Regions from separate parts of the Anser cygnoides genome. Here region 1 is linked to region 2. A link is a contact called in public Hi-C data. All regions are on one chromosome and are shown on one strand. The core of a region is the stretch at or near the end of the contact, and the rest is flanking DNA. Distances in the headings are between cores, read along the strand shown. Region 1 overlaps APCDD1L (APC down-regulated 1 like). Region 2 overlaps GNAS (GNAS complex locus).

Evidence for each region. Hi-C and Micro-C count contacts between places; a contact is called where the count stands out from the background.
Region 1: a contact with region 2 is called in a Hi-C map of liver, with 9 times the contacts expected there. The contact joins two enhancer-like sites. A contact is called at or near these places in 2 of 7 Hi-C or Micro-C datasets (both in liver).

What each region holds. Positions count from the first base shown.
Region 1 is chr16:5,485,024-5,491,103 of Taihu_goose_T2T_genome, reverse strand. It overlaps APCDD1L (APC down-regulated 1 like), which reads right to left. Exons shown (of 4, transcript XM_048074644.2): 2 at 2,239-2,368; 3 at 1,126-1,684. Among named protein-coding and RNA genes, the nearest start is that of APCDD1L, 12 kb to the right of the region's middle. Within about 2 kb of position 2,628, at least 1 of the 3 cell types and tissues checked has open chromatin away from gene starts, as enhancers often do. A contact at or near this core is called in liver, where this site is marked.
Region 2 is chr16:5,303,062-5,308,837 of Taihu_goose_T2T_genome, reverse strand. The region is part of intron 1 of GNAS (GNAS complex locus); the gene reads left to right. Among named protein-coding and RNA genes, the nearest start is that of GNAS, 25 kb to the left of the region's middle. Within about 2 kb of position 2,312, at least 3 of the 3 cell types and tissues checked have open chromatin away from gene starts, as enhancers often do. A contact at or near this core is called in liver, where this site is marked.

The DNA of each region.
Region 1 (6,080 bases), core at 1,379-3,878, 180 kb before region 2:
TAGTTCAGTAAAAAAAGAAAGAAAAAACCCCGTGCCCAATAAAATTATCACTATAGACATGAAGCCAAAAATCTTACTTGCTTAAACCAGTTGTGTGAAGTTATTTCTAATGTATGGCAGCTTCTAATTATCGCCAAGTGGTGACATCATGTGCGGGTACATTGGAGAGCTGTTAGCTGATTAATTACAGTGCTATATTCAGAGAGTGAATTTCAGTATCTTTAGGTTTGGTTTTAAATTAACTTTTAAAAGTGTTTATGTTTACCATCTGGTTTTGCTCATATATACGGTTTTGGCCCAGGATAACACAAGTTTAACCAATTTGAGAAGGTTATTTTTGAGGGAGGAGAGGGGTGTTGCTCTGTGGTTTTCTTTTTCCAAGTCCAGTTGCTGTAGTTTGGGGTGTGGGGAAATGTTGCCCCTTGAAAGCTGCACACAAAAGACTTTTCTTCAGTTAATTGCGTTCCATCTAAACTGTAAAGTTCAAAGAGGATTTTTTACCCCATCTCACTACTCAATAATTTCTGAATTGATAAGCTACGATTCAGATAAAAATGTGCTTTCCTGGAAACAAAGCAAAATATAAAATAAAAAGCAACCAGGTCTCCTGCTCAGTTTTATTTATGTCAAACTAAAAGTTAAATCTCAGTGTAATAGTGTTACTCAGAGCAACTTCCTCCTTTAATGGCATTACGCTGAGGAGCAATGATTTAATGGCAGACACTTGCTTCCTCGCTCCTCTCTAGACCCGAAGGACATGACAAAGAGCTAGAGAGGGATGGAAGACAAACAGCGCGTAGGCAGCCTCTAATGATGTGCAGCCCAAAGCTTTCACTGACTGTGGTGCAGGAAACTAGGAAATTGCATTTCCTAGGAAAACAGAGCCAAAGAAAAGCCATTAACTCCAGGCTCGTGCCATTGCAGGCTTACTTCTTATGCTGTAAACCCACACCCATGCCCTGCATCTCCTCCTGTGGGTCCGTGGGATAACAAGGGCTCGAGGTGCAGGTGATCAGTATTTTAACAGTACAAAAATAACGTGTGCTTCACAAAGCCCAGTGAACTGATGAGGGGAGAGCCGGGAATCTGCTCTCAATAGGGCCTGTGCTAAAGCATTGTTCTTACCACAGCGCTCTGCATCGGTCGCTGGTAACCGGTCGGTCGGTAGTGGCGCCTCTCCACCCAGTCCGTGTGAATGTCCCCCAGGTACAGCTCTTCCACCAGCTGGCTGCCGCTCTGCTGCGGCTCCAGCAAGGGCTGATAATGCTTCTCCACCCGCACGAGGCTGAGCTCGTGCATGGCAAAGCCCAGGGCTGCGGTGCAGTCGCGCTCGGACTTGGCACTCAGCAGTTCGTAGAGGGCTCCGGGAGCCCAGGTGCGCCCCGGCGGCAGGAACCCGCTGCAGCCCTCGCCCGAGGTCTGGTTGATCCAGGAGGCCACCTCCCGCATGGCTTTCTGGCTGTGGAAAACGATGCCGACTTTGTGGAGGTGGTAGTCGGCCTCGGTGGCCCCGCGGGTGATCCAGGAGGCCTGGCGCAGGCGCAGCTTGCCCTTGATGACCAGGGAGTACGAGGGCTCCCGGCAGGAGGGGTCCCAGTAGTAGAACTGGTAAGCCTTGAAGAGGCGGTTGGCGTAGAAGAGGTAGGATCGGGTGAGGAACTCGGGTCCCGGCCGCACCTCGCACCTGGGGACGAAGGCAGGCGTGAGCCACCCACACACGGGGCACAGCAGGCGGGCACCCTGCACGGAGCGGGATGGGGAGCAGAGGGGTGGCGTGGGACGAGGACACCTGCACTGCCCGGGATGGGTGAAATTGGGGTGCAGGGAGAGCAGGGGCGAGTGTGGGTGCAAGCAGCGCTGAGGTCAGGAGCCTCCCACCGCCGGTGGCAGTGCTCGGGTGGGTGATTTTGAGCACCTGCTCCCCAAACCCTGGGCAACCTGATCAAGCGGGTGGCGTCCCTGCCTGCGGCAGGGGGCTGGAACCGGGTGACCTTTAGGGTCCCCTCGGACCCGAGCCGTCCTGTGATCCTGCGAAATCCCATGGGTGTGATCCTGCGAAATCCCATGGGTGCTGGCGGCACTCTTTGGGCGTGACACCGCGCTTCGTGCCCCAGAGACGGGAGCTTGGGGAGGGACAGAGGCAAGAGGGCTGAAGGGGGGCTCGGGGCGGGGGGCACCGGGGTGCCGGGGGTGAAGGAGGAGGAGGAGGAGGAGGAGGAGGGGGAGGAAGGGCCTTACCCGGTGGACACCCAGCGGCCCTCCAGGCGGGGCGGCAGCCGCGCCGCGATCCTGGCGCCGTCCTGCAGGTGGCGGAGCTGCTGCCGGCACCGCGGCTCCCAGCGCAGCGGCGGCTCCGCGGCAGCGCAGGCTGCGCCGGGTCGGGGGAGAGAAAATGGGGGCGAGAGAAAGAAAAGGGGGGAAGAAGTCGTCAGCAGCGCGGAGGGTGCGAACCCTCCGCATAAGCCCAACCGCGGGGCCGCGCAGAGCTCCCGGGAAGGCCCCGGGGGTGCTCGGGGCTGGGGACCCCGCTGAGGGGCCGCGGAGGCGAGAGCCCAGAGCCGGGCCCGGGCACCCACAGCCGGGCCCGGGCACCCACAGCCGGGCCCGGGCACCCACAGTCGGGCACCCACGGCCAGGCCCTGCCGAGCAGGACGTGCACTTCCTCACAGGCACAGACCCTTTTACGCACCGAGGCCCAGAAAACCTCCTGGGTTACGTTCACCAGAAGATCCAGTCAGAGCCTGACACCCCAGCCGGGTGAGTGAAGAAGCGAACAGTTGGTTAAGGATACTGAAATTTTATTTACTGTTTTCCAGCTTTGGTTTGAACAAAACGCAGCCACTTTTTTAGATGAAATCTTCGAATAAAACTGAGCGTGCTTTGTTCCTGTTCTCTCTCTGAAGCTATTGTTGAAGCAGTAACTGGAACAGGGAATTACAGCATGGGAACATTAGACTCGCCTGTCGCCCGCCATAAGGACAGTAATTCTGTCACTTACCTCATTTCCCATAACAACGGATGTTATTGGCTTAGGGAATGTGCGAACACTCAGCTAAATCCTGAAGACCTTTGCATGCACACACACATATATGCATATATTCCTGTATGTTATTCACTCTTTGCTTAGGCAAACTTCTGTGGCATTCATCGTGAGTTTGCTTCAGTAAGAAACATGGGATTTGCCTCTGTAACGATGTGAAACGAGTTCCCAGCACAGCTCCTGAAACCCCACCGATTTTCTGCAGTTGGACAAGTGTCCGTCCGGCAAAGCCAGGTCCCGCAGCCTGGTGCAGTTCCAGGCCGGCCCAGCGCTGCCCCGGGTTTATTAGCCCAGCCGGCGTTCACTCGCCCTAGCTGTGCTTTGCAATTTTTGTAGCAGTGTGCTGGAAATTTTCAAGCCAACTTTTATGGCTTATGCACATGTAATCCATTCCCCTCCTCACTCAAGATCACGACTGGAGAGATCTGATCTTCATGTGCTCCACAACAAATCGCAACTGCTCCTCTTAGTCCCTATGAGCCAACGCCTTCACATAACCTGAACCACCCCGTGATCTTTGTAGAGAAATTTGTTTAAACCAGACCTCTCATTGGAAGGGAAACCCAAACCATCTGACTGTACGTGAGGGAAGGAACCACAAAGGGCCCGAGCCAGGCTGGGAGGGCACAAGCACCTCTCTGAGCAGCGCCCTTGTAACAAGAAGTGTTTGCAAAGGCAGCTAGCGCATGTGGGTCTGCTGTCAACCATGGGCAAGACTACATACAAGCTGCTGAGCAACGTCAGCAAAATTCCCTGGCTCAAAAGCTTGGGATGTAACACAAATATAAACACTCGGGGCCAGATTCACAGCTGGGGTCTACCAGGGAGGCTCCCTCGATTCCCAACAGCCAATATATTCCGAGACAGGAGCCTCTCCTCTCTGGCATCAATGCGTCCTCCACGCACACGGGGTCAAATGCCTGCTGAAAATCTTCAGCATCTGTTTGCCACAAATACACACAAGGGCTACACCAAGCGAAACGGCAACTCAGCAAATAAACTCTTGTTGTGCAAGTCAGAGGCTCCTGAACATGTGGCAAAGCAGAGGCATTTCCACTCAAATGGTATTTTATTACTAATCTAATACTATACAACTTAAGACTTATGACGCACAAATTTAGTCTCTTCACTACAGAGCTGCCGTTTGCAAAGGTTTTACGCATCACAGTAACAGCATCTTTGAAATGCATTTGTGCAGATTTTAGCACAGAAACCCTTAAACTATCACAGGTCACAAAGGGAATAACCACATGGAAAATGAAGCCCCCAGCTAAGCAGGGGAGCAGTAACAGAAGCAGCCTACCTACCTAAAGGCTAGTGAAACCAGCCGTGGATGTTCTGGTACCTCACTATGCACTGAAGTGCATAAACTAGCTGGAAAGACATATTATTAGTGTTAAGGGGTCTTTCTGGAGCAGACTTACAATTGTACTGTTTTAATCATCTGTAAGGGCTTGACATGGTGAGCAGGGATAGCCAGCTCCTTCACAATTGCTTGCATAGTGCTTCCTAAAGAGCAGTTCCTGTGAGCCCTCATATGAAAAGCAGACAATATTGAATGACAAAACTCATTGTTATTAGTTATGCCTTCATTTCAGCATCTCTGTGGGTGCCCAGAGTTAGAGCTCTGCACTTTCATCAAATTTCTGCCATGACTTTGCTCTGTGCCCTCAGGAAAATTTACTCCCGTGTATGCCTTACTCCTGTGTGCTCTTTTACACACCTGCAAAATACACCAAGCTTCATCTGCCTGCCCTATCACGAGGCCTAATTACTGGCACAGCTTTTGGAGATCTTTCAGTTCAATGACAGTCCAGACTGAATTACACTTAAAAACACATGAAATCATTATCCTAGAGAATACTGTAAACTAAAAAATAACTGTATTTGGATTAGAGGTAACAGACTAGACAGGCCAAATTTGCTCTTGCTTATAACCACAGAAAGACTCCAGAGGTGTCGGTGTAGTCTATAGTTATACCGAAATAACAGTGCAAAATACAGCCACATTCTGAACTTGCTAACTGCTCTGTGTGTGTGTTTATTGCAGCAGAAGCTTCAATATTTGACTGAACCCTTATTGCTGCTTTTGGCAGAAACACCAAAAGTCTACATTGTTTGAGAGCACAGACACTTTGGCAACACCATCACAAGATTTTGACACGTTCAATAGAAAAGGGAATTTTTATAATCAGGATCAAACTCCATGGGAAAAAAAAAAAAAAAAAAAAAAGAAAAAAGAAAAAAGAAAAAACCCTCCAGAATGTAAATATTTGACATGATGGGAATTCCTAAGGATTTTGTCTTACTTAACTGTACACAAGACTCCAAGCTGGATGCATCCTCAAACCAAAAGCTACTGGCTTGAATCCAAATTTTGTGGCTGCTTTTCTCTCTCAAATACTCCAGCCCAGTCCCACCAGATCCAAACAGTATTTCAATTTGGAAAAGTTCAGTTCCAGACCTAAAATCTGTAGTTAGGGCACATTTCTATTCCAAAAGCAGCATAAAGTGGCTGTCACTCATATGTCACTCTGTTACTCAGCCCCTTGGGGAAGCGCATCAGGGCAGCTTCTCTCTCCGTCGTAAGAGACTCAAATTGACTGCTTCACAGAGTTGTTATTGGGGGGGAGGAGGAGGAAATTATTCACAATTCATCTTCAAGACAAAAATACCCATTCATAGGAAAATCTAAAAAAAAAAAACCTCAACTGTGATCTCTTCCACTCACTCGTTATCCTGTCTGTCTGTATTGATTAACCACAAGCGTTTCCAGAGAGCTCCTCAGTGCAGCAGCTAGACAAAACAGTATCTTTTTCCAGCTTTCTGGTGCGTGCTGCATCCAAAGCACTGGCCCAAGGTCTCCAGGCAATAGGGCTGCACAAGCTCTCAGGCAATTAGGAACGCCAGTACCCAGGAACGGAGGCTGATCCCTGGAATCAGCAGAAACTGGATCAAGCCTTGAGGCAACTGCAGTAGCAAATACTAATCAACTATTCCATACGCTCATTTGTATAAGCAATTTTTAGAAAAATCAGAC
Region 2 (5,776 bases), core at 1,063-3,562:
CTTGGCAACACAACCCTCTTACGTGCCTTACCCCAAGCAGGTACTCCTGACACCAGCAATGGCCATCAGACCTGTGTCGGAGCCAGCACAGCTGCAGAGGACATCACCACCAGCCATCACACCCTGTGTTACAGGGACTGCTTGCAGTGCTGCTTTGTTCTCTTTGCATCTGCCCTGCTGTGGCCCTCCAAAGAAAAAAAAAGTGGCATTTCTACTTGTTGAATACGTGGCAGACCTCCAAGGGGATCATGGCCAGGGAGTTTGGTTTTGTTGGCAGAAGAGGGGGCCAAAGCTGCAAGGAGTAGGGGGTGGATGTCAGCTTCAAAATGGAAGATGGTGAGAACGGGAAGGTGCCAGGGAGGGGAAGGAGCAGGGGAAAAGGCTGATGGTGTTTGCAAGCTGCAGGAGCCCCCCACAGGGGGGCTGTGGGGCTGCAGCTGCTGGGGTGGGGACCTGCGGGCTCAGCACCTCGTCAGCAAAATAACCCTTGCGGTTGCACTTGGAAGAAGGATGTCCGATGCTGACGAAGGCACCAGTACACGTAGATGTGAGCATGTATGTGGTGTAGTCACAGAGGGGAAATGTAGCCTGAAAGCTCCGGCACAGACGAGATGTCAGGTGATGTGGTTTCCCATAAAGAAACCAAAACCAAGAAGAATGGCAGAAAAGCAGCAAATAGGGCTGTAAAGAATAAATGTAGGTAAGGATGTTGCCAGCTGTTCCAATCAATTGTTCTCCAGGTCCTACCATGATTCTTACATTTTTCCTTGGAGCTGCAATCCATGGCATCCTGCACTGAACTCTTGCTGTCACTGCAAACAAACCGTGTTCCTTGGCTCTAAAGAGTACTGAGAAACATCTAAAGTACCTGAAAGACGCATAACTGGAAGGTGTATTTTCCTTTAGGTCCCATAATTTTGGGAGGGCTTGACTCTATTTCTAAGCATCTAGGATTTGCATCTTTGTGATAAACTGTGCTAAAACAGTGATGTTTGCCAGCGTAGTCCCGCACCGTAGTTTCTGTTACCGCTGCTGGGCGATGTGTGACCTGCCGTCCTGCCTCTGACCTGGGCCTGGTTCTGCGACAAGAGACTAAAAGCAGGAAACGTGTGCCTCAAAGAGGAAACTTTAAAACATTGAAGCTTGTTGATACTAGAAGGGAAGTGGCATTCGTGTGGCACCTGGGCTCTCTAAGGGAAGGTGTGGCTTCCACTGAAACGGGCATTGTGCCTGGCCCTTGTGACTTCTCCTTCAGTTCCCGAGCTGTTTACACTACACGCGCAGCTATGAATCCTTCACAGGTGCTGATGGAAATTTTTAACGTTGGATTCAGAAGATGTTAGTACTGGTGAAAGAAGAAAATCCCCCATTTTTAAAACTTCCTGTGTGAACAATCATTGCAAATAAATCCGTGCATTTCTGCCTCGGGCAGTTGAGGTGCTGCTTCTAGGCCAGCTTCAGCGCTGGTTCTGGAATCGCTCTCCAGCCCAAGCCCAAGAACCAGGCCTGGAGTGGTCTACAGACAAACTGGGCACCATTTCCAGCCGCTTTTAGGGCCACCTCCCAACCCACTTCTGGAGCCATCCCCAGCAGCCACCTCTGGCTGCCATCCGAAGGTCGCTTCCAGAATGACCACCCAAGCTGTCCTGAGAGCCGAGCCCGCAGTCGCTCCCATGGCCGCCTCTGGTGTGATTTCCAGAGTCATTTCTCGATCGTGTCCCGAGCTGCCTCCACAGCCCCTTTGCCATGGGTTGGGGCACACTCCTGCCCGGTGCCAGGGCCGCCTTCCCCTCCCGCACCTCCCTGCTCCCATGTTCCGCCAAGCAGGGCACGGGGCAGCCTGTAGGGCTTAGTGTCTTTTTTTTTTTTACGCTATTTTATTTTTTTGCACCCCTTATCCTGATCTCCCCTGGAAGCAGCAGAGGTTTCAATGTGTGCTTTGTGGCAGCGGGGTTGTCTGAGCCCTTTAAGCGCGAGATGAGCTCAGGTAGAAGGAACGCAAAGAGCTCCTTTCATCAGCCAGGGCCCCGCCAGCGGCTTCGGGGCATGTCCGGCCAGTTATAAATGGATCATGTGTTGCTATTTTTAGCCAAGAGAGGATTGTAAATATAAAAGGGTATAAAGTGCAAAACTTAGCAACAGTGGCGTTTGTTTACTTTTTCTTTTCTTCTTTTTTTTTTTCCCCTCTCCCCTCCCGGTTGGCAGGAATGCGTTTGGAGAGGAATGAAGTTGAAGCAGGAGCTTTGCTGGGTGCTGGCGGTTGGACTTTGTACCACGCACCCCCCCCCAGATATATCCATACAAAGGAGGGGCAGCGGGAGCGGAGTCCAGGCCCTGCTGATACTCTGGAAAGAGCTCCCGAAGTGCTGCACACAACCCAACGCCAGCGCTGGAGGGAGGAGGAGCGGGGGGGAGCAGGGAGCCTGGGGGCCGCCTGGGGGGGGGCCGGGGCGCAGCGCCCCGCAGCCTGCGCGGGGACAGAGTTCAACACATGGAAAACACTGACATTGGTAAAAATAGCAACCGCCGGGTTAAAAATAGCCGCTGGTGAAATACATGTGCGGTAACTTCTGAAACCCTCTGGGGAACTTCTCCCTTCTGATCCGCTCCTGCCCTGCTCCCTCTGCCTTCACCGGCAAGAAATCCCAAAGCAAATCCCTCTGCAGATTGAAAATATTAAAGAGGCACCCTGTACACTGCAGAGGATGAGCTTTGGGTATTTTTTGGCGTTTTTTATGGATTTTTTTTTTGTTTGTTTGCGCGTGCTGCAACTTTGTGCCAGAGGGGGTGGGGGACAAATTCCTCTTTTGCTGAGCCTCCTGCATAGTCTGGGGACAGACCAGCTAGAAAGCCTTTCAGGGTTGGTTTTCACTTTTTTTTCTATTTCTCTTCATCTTTTTTAGGTGTGGGATTTTTTTTTGGGGGGGGGATGGTTTTATTTGGTTTTTGTGACAGTGGTCCGGCTCTGCTTTGCAAGACCCTCGGTCACTTCCAGGCGTGCAGACCCGAGCGCTGCCGTCCCGCTCCGGCCCCCCGGCTCTGGCAGAGCCGCCAGGCAGCCAGCTGGATTATAAATCTCGCACAGAGCCGCAGAGAAGCGGCTCAAGGGCAGCAGCCAGCCGGGGCCCCAGCCCCAGTGGGGCCGCGCTGCTTCCTGCGGCCCGGAAGGTGCAGGCTTTTCTCCAGGGGACCGCGCGATGGCGAAGGGAGGGAGCAGTCAGCTGTGTGATAGGAAAGGACAGGGAGACCTTGAGTGGATTTTTTCTTCCGAGCGGTCCCGTTGCGTATTGGGGTTGGTGATGTTGAGGGGCCCGGTGGTCCTGGCCGGGGAGCAGTGGGGTGAGGCGAGCTGGGTGTCAGGGAGATGCTCGGCTTGCAGGGGGGCTCGCAGAAATCTTGTTCGAAATCTCTTGCAGCTCTGGCTATGAACTTGGCTTGTTTTGACTGGACTAGATAACTGAGGCAGAAACAATTATTGTGACAGACAGGCAGACCTGTTTCCTGAAGCTGCCCCAGCCACTGGGTAGGGAAAAACAGAAAGCTCCTTTAGTGTAGAGGCAACTACGGTTTCAATCAGACTCTCACTTTTAGTTTTATTTTTTGGAACTGAGGATCTGAAGCTCTCCGACTGGCACTTGTCACGCAGGTTAGGAGCACCGGGCGTTGCAGGGGAGCGTGCTGTAACATCTCCCCCGATGTCTGGCGGGGTCCGCGGGCTGCCCCTCGCCCTGCGCCCTGGGCTCGTGTCCGTGGGCAGGAGGGGAAGGTGTGAGGAGCGAGCCCGCTGCAGGGTCTGTGTTGGTGTCTTACCAACACAGCTGGAAAGCATGGCGTTATAATGCAGGTGGATGGATGCCTTCCCCCTTTTCCAGGTCTGGGGTCAGCCTCCAGGGTGTTGCGAGTCCTCCTGCCATGGCTGGAGGTGGCCGGGTGAGGGCATTTTATCTGGCAAGGGGAGGAAGGAGGTGGATGTCCGTAATTGTATTTAGTAAGCTAAGCCCTGAGCATTTAATTACTTTTTTTTTTTTTTGAGGATTGGACATTCCACAGCTTGTTTCTCTAGATCATTTTAAATTAGTTTTGATGTTTAAATGTAATTCAGATGAAGCCTGTCTAAATTCTTTAACCAGTATATTTTTGACAGCCCAAATATGCTTTCATTTGATAAAGTAGCGAAGAAAATACTTTTTGTATTTGAGCAAAGCTGTTTTGTTTTTAAATTAGGTTGTTCAAATCCTTCTAATTTGACCACTTCATATTTGATTCAGCTCATAAAAACTATGCAGAAACTCATATTACAAATATAAACTGAACATTCATTTTCTTATCAAAATATTATTATAGAAAAATATTAGTCATTCTTCTTGGCATAGTAAGCAAAGAAACATGTGGATGTGTTAATTTATTCCAGACCCGTCAAAGAAGGATAGTTTATATAAGTAAAATAAATAATTCTTGCCTATTTAATAATTGGATCACTTTAACAATAGTTGACTAATAGTCAGATGTCTGAAACACATCTTGGCCATTTCTGTTCTTCAGGGAATTTAACACATAAAGAATGTTTTTTTCCAGGAATTGTCATTTTAAAATTGTTACCTTTTTACATACTTAATATTTGTTGCCCTCCCTAATTTATTAAATCCAAACTGGGAGAAAACAGCTCAAATGTAACTGAAATTAGTCCCTTGGGAGTCTGCAAAGAAATTAAACTGAGATTATAAATCTTGTGAAGGAGTTTGAGATGGGTATGCACAAGATAAAGTTATTTAAAAAGTCTATTATTTTACTGTCTAGGTAAAAAGATTTTGTTTGTCAGAAATAGTGAAGTATTGGTTAGTCACCTGTTTGTTTTTTGTTTTTTTTTTTTTTTTTTTTGGTGGTGTTAATGGACTGTTGAATACATATGTCTAATTCCAAATTGCCTTAGTGGTGCAAGAATGAAAGTTAAAAAAAATTTTTTAAAAAGTCTCGTGATTATACTGTAAATGTAAATGTGTAGAAAATGTACTATAAATACCTATAGTATATTAAATTCCTGTATTTCCACATAAAGCTCTGTTAACTTGTTAGAGATTAAATTGTTAGCATTATCTTCTGAGTTATTCTGCTCCTGTTCATAATTGCTTTAACATTTTATGTTTTCCCAACTTTGGGAATGCAGGTGATGTGTTTCTTCATGTTGGTAATTGATAACAGCTAGTTAAGATTCTCTTAGGATTATGGTTTTTTAGATGACAAAATTCCACGATCTTTTTTTTTTTTTCATTTGCCTGAGCTTTAAAGAAATCAATCCTTTGACTATGTTACCTCTACATAATAAAATTAACTCCCCACTCCTGCCAAAGGTGTTATGGTGAAGATATCATTGCAAACATACACAATAAGGACTGAAACGTTCATGGGTATTTTTACTACCCTCTAAAATAATTTTTAGAAATATGTAAGTATCAGATTCTAGAGTACAGTGATAATTTGCCACGTTATTTGAAAGGGGTAACTTAAGTTATTAAAATGTCAGATAAACTATGTTTGTTTAATATAGATAATATGGTAAGACAGTTTTGAGAACATGTGAAATACTAGTTTTTGATGACAAAGATATTCTACATCTGGACAGTCACAGCTGTGGTCTTGCTTTCCTTGTTTGTTCAGGATGATTTTTACAGAAGCAGAATTTTTGGATGCATGGTAGCCAACCAGTACTGTTCTCTAGAGAGTTAACAGAAGAACTATATTTTGTTAGAAAAAATTAGTAGAGTAATTGCAAAGTAAA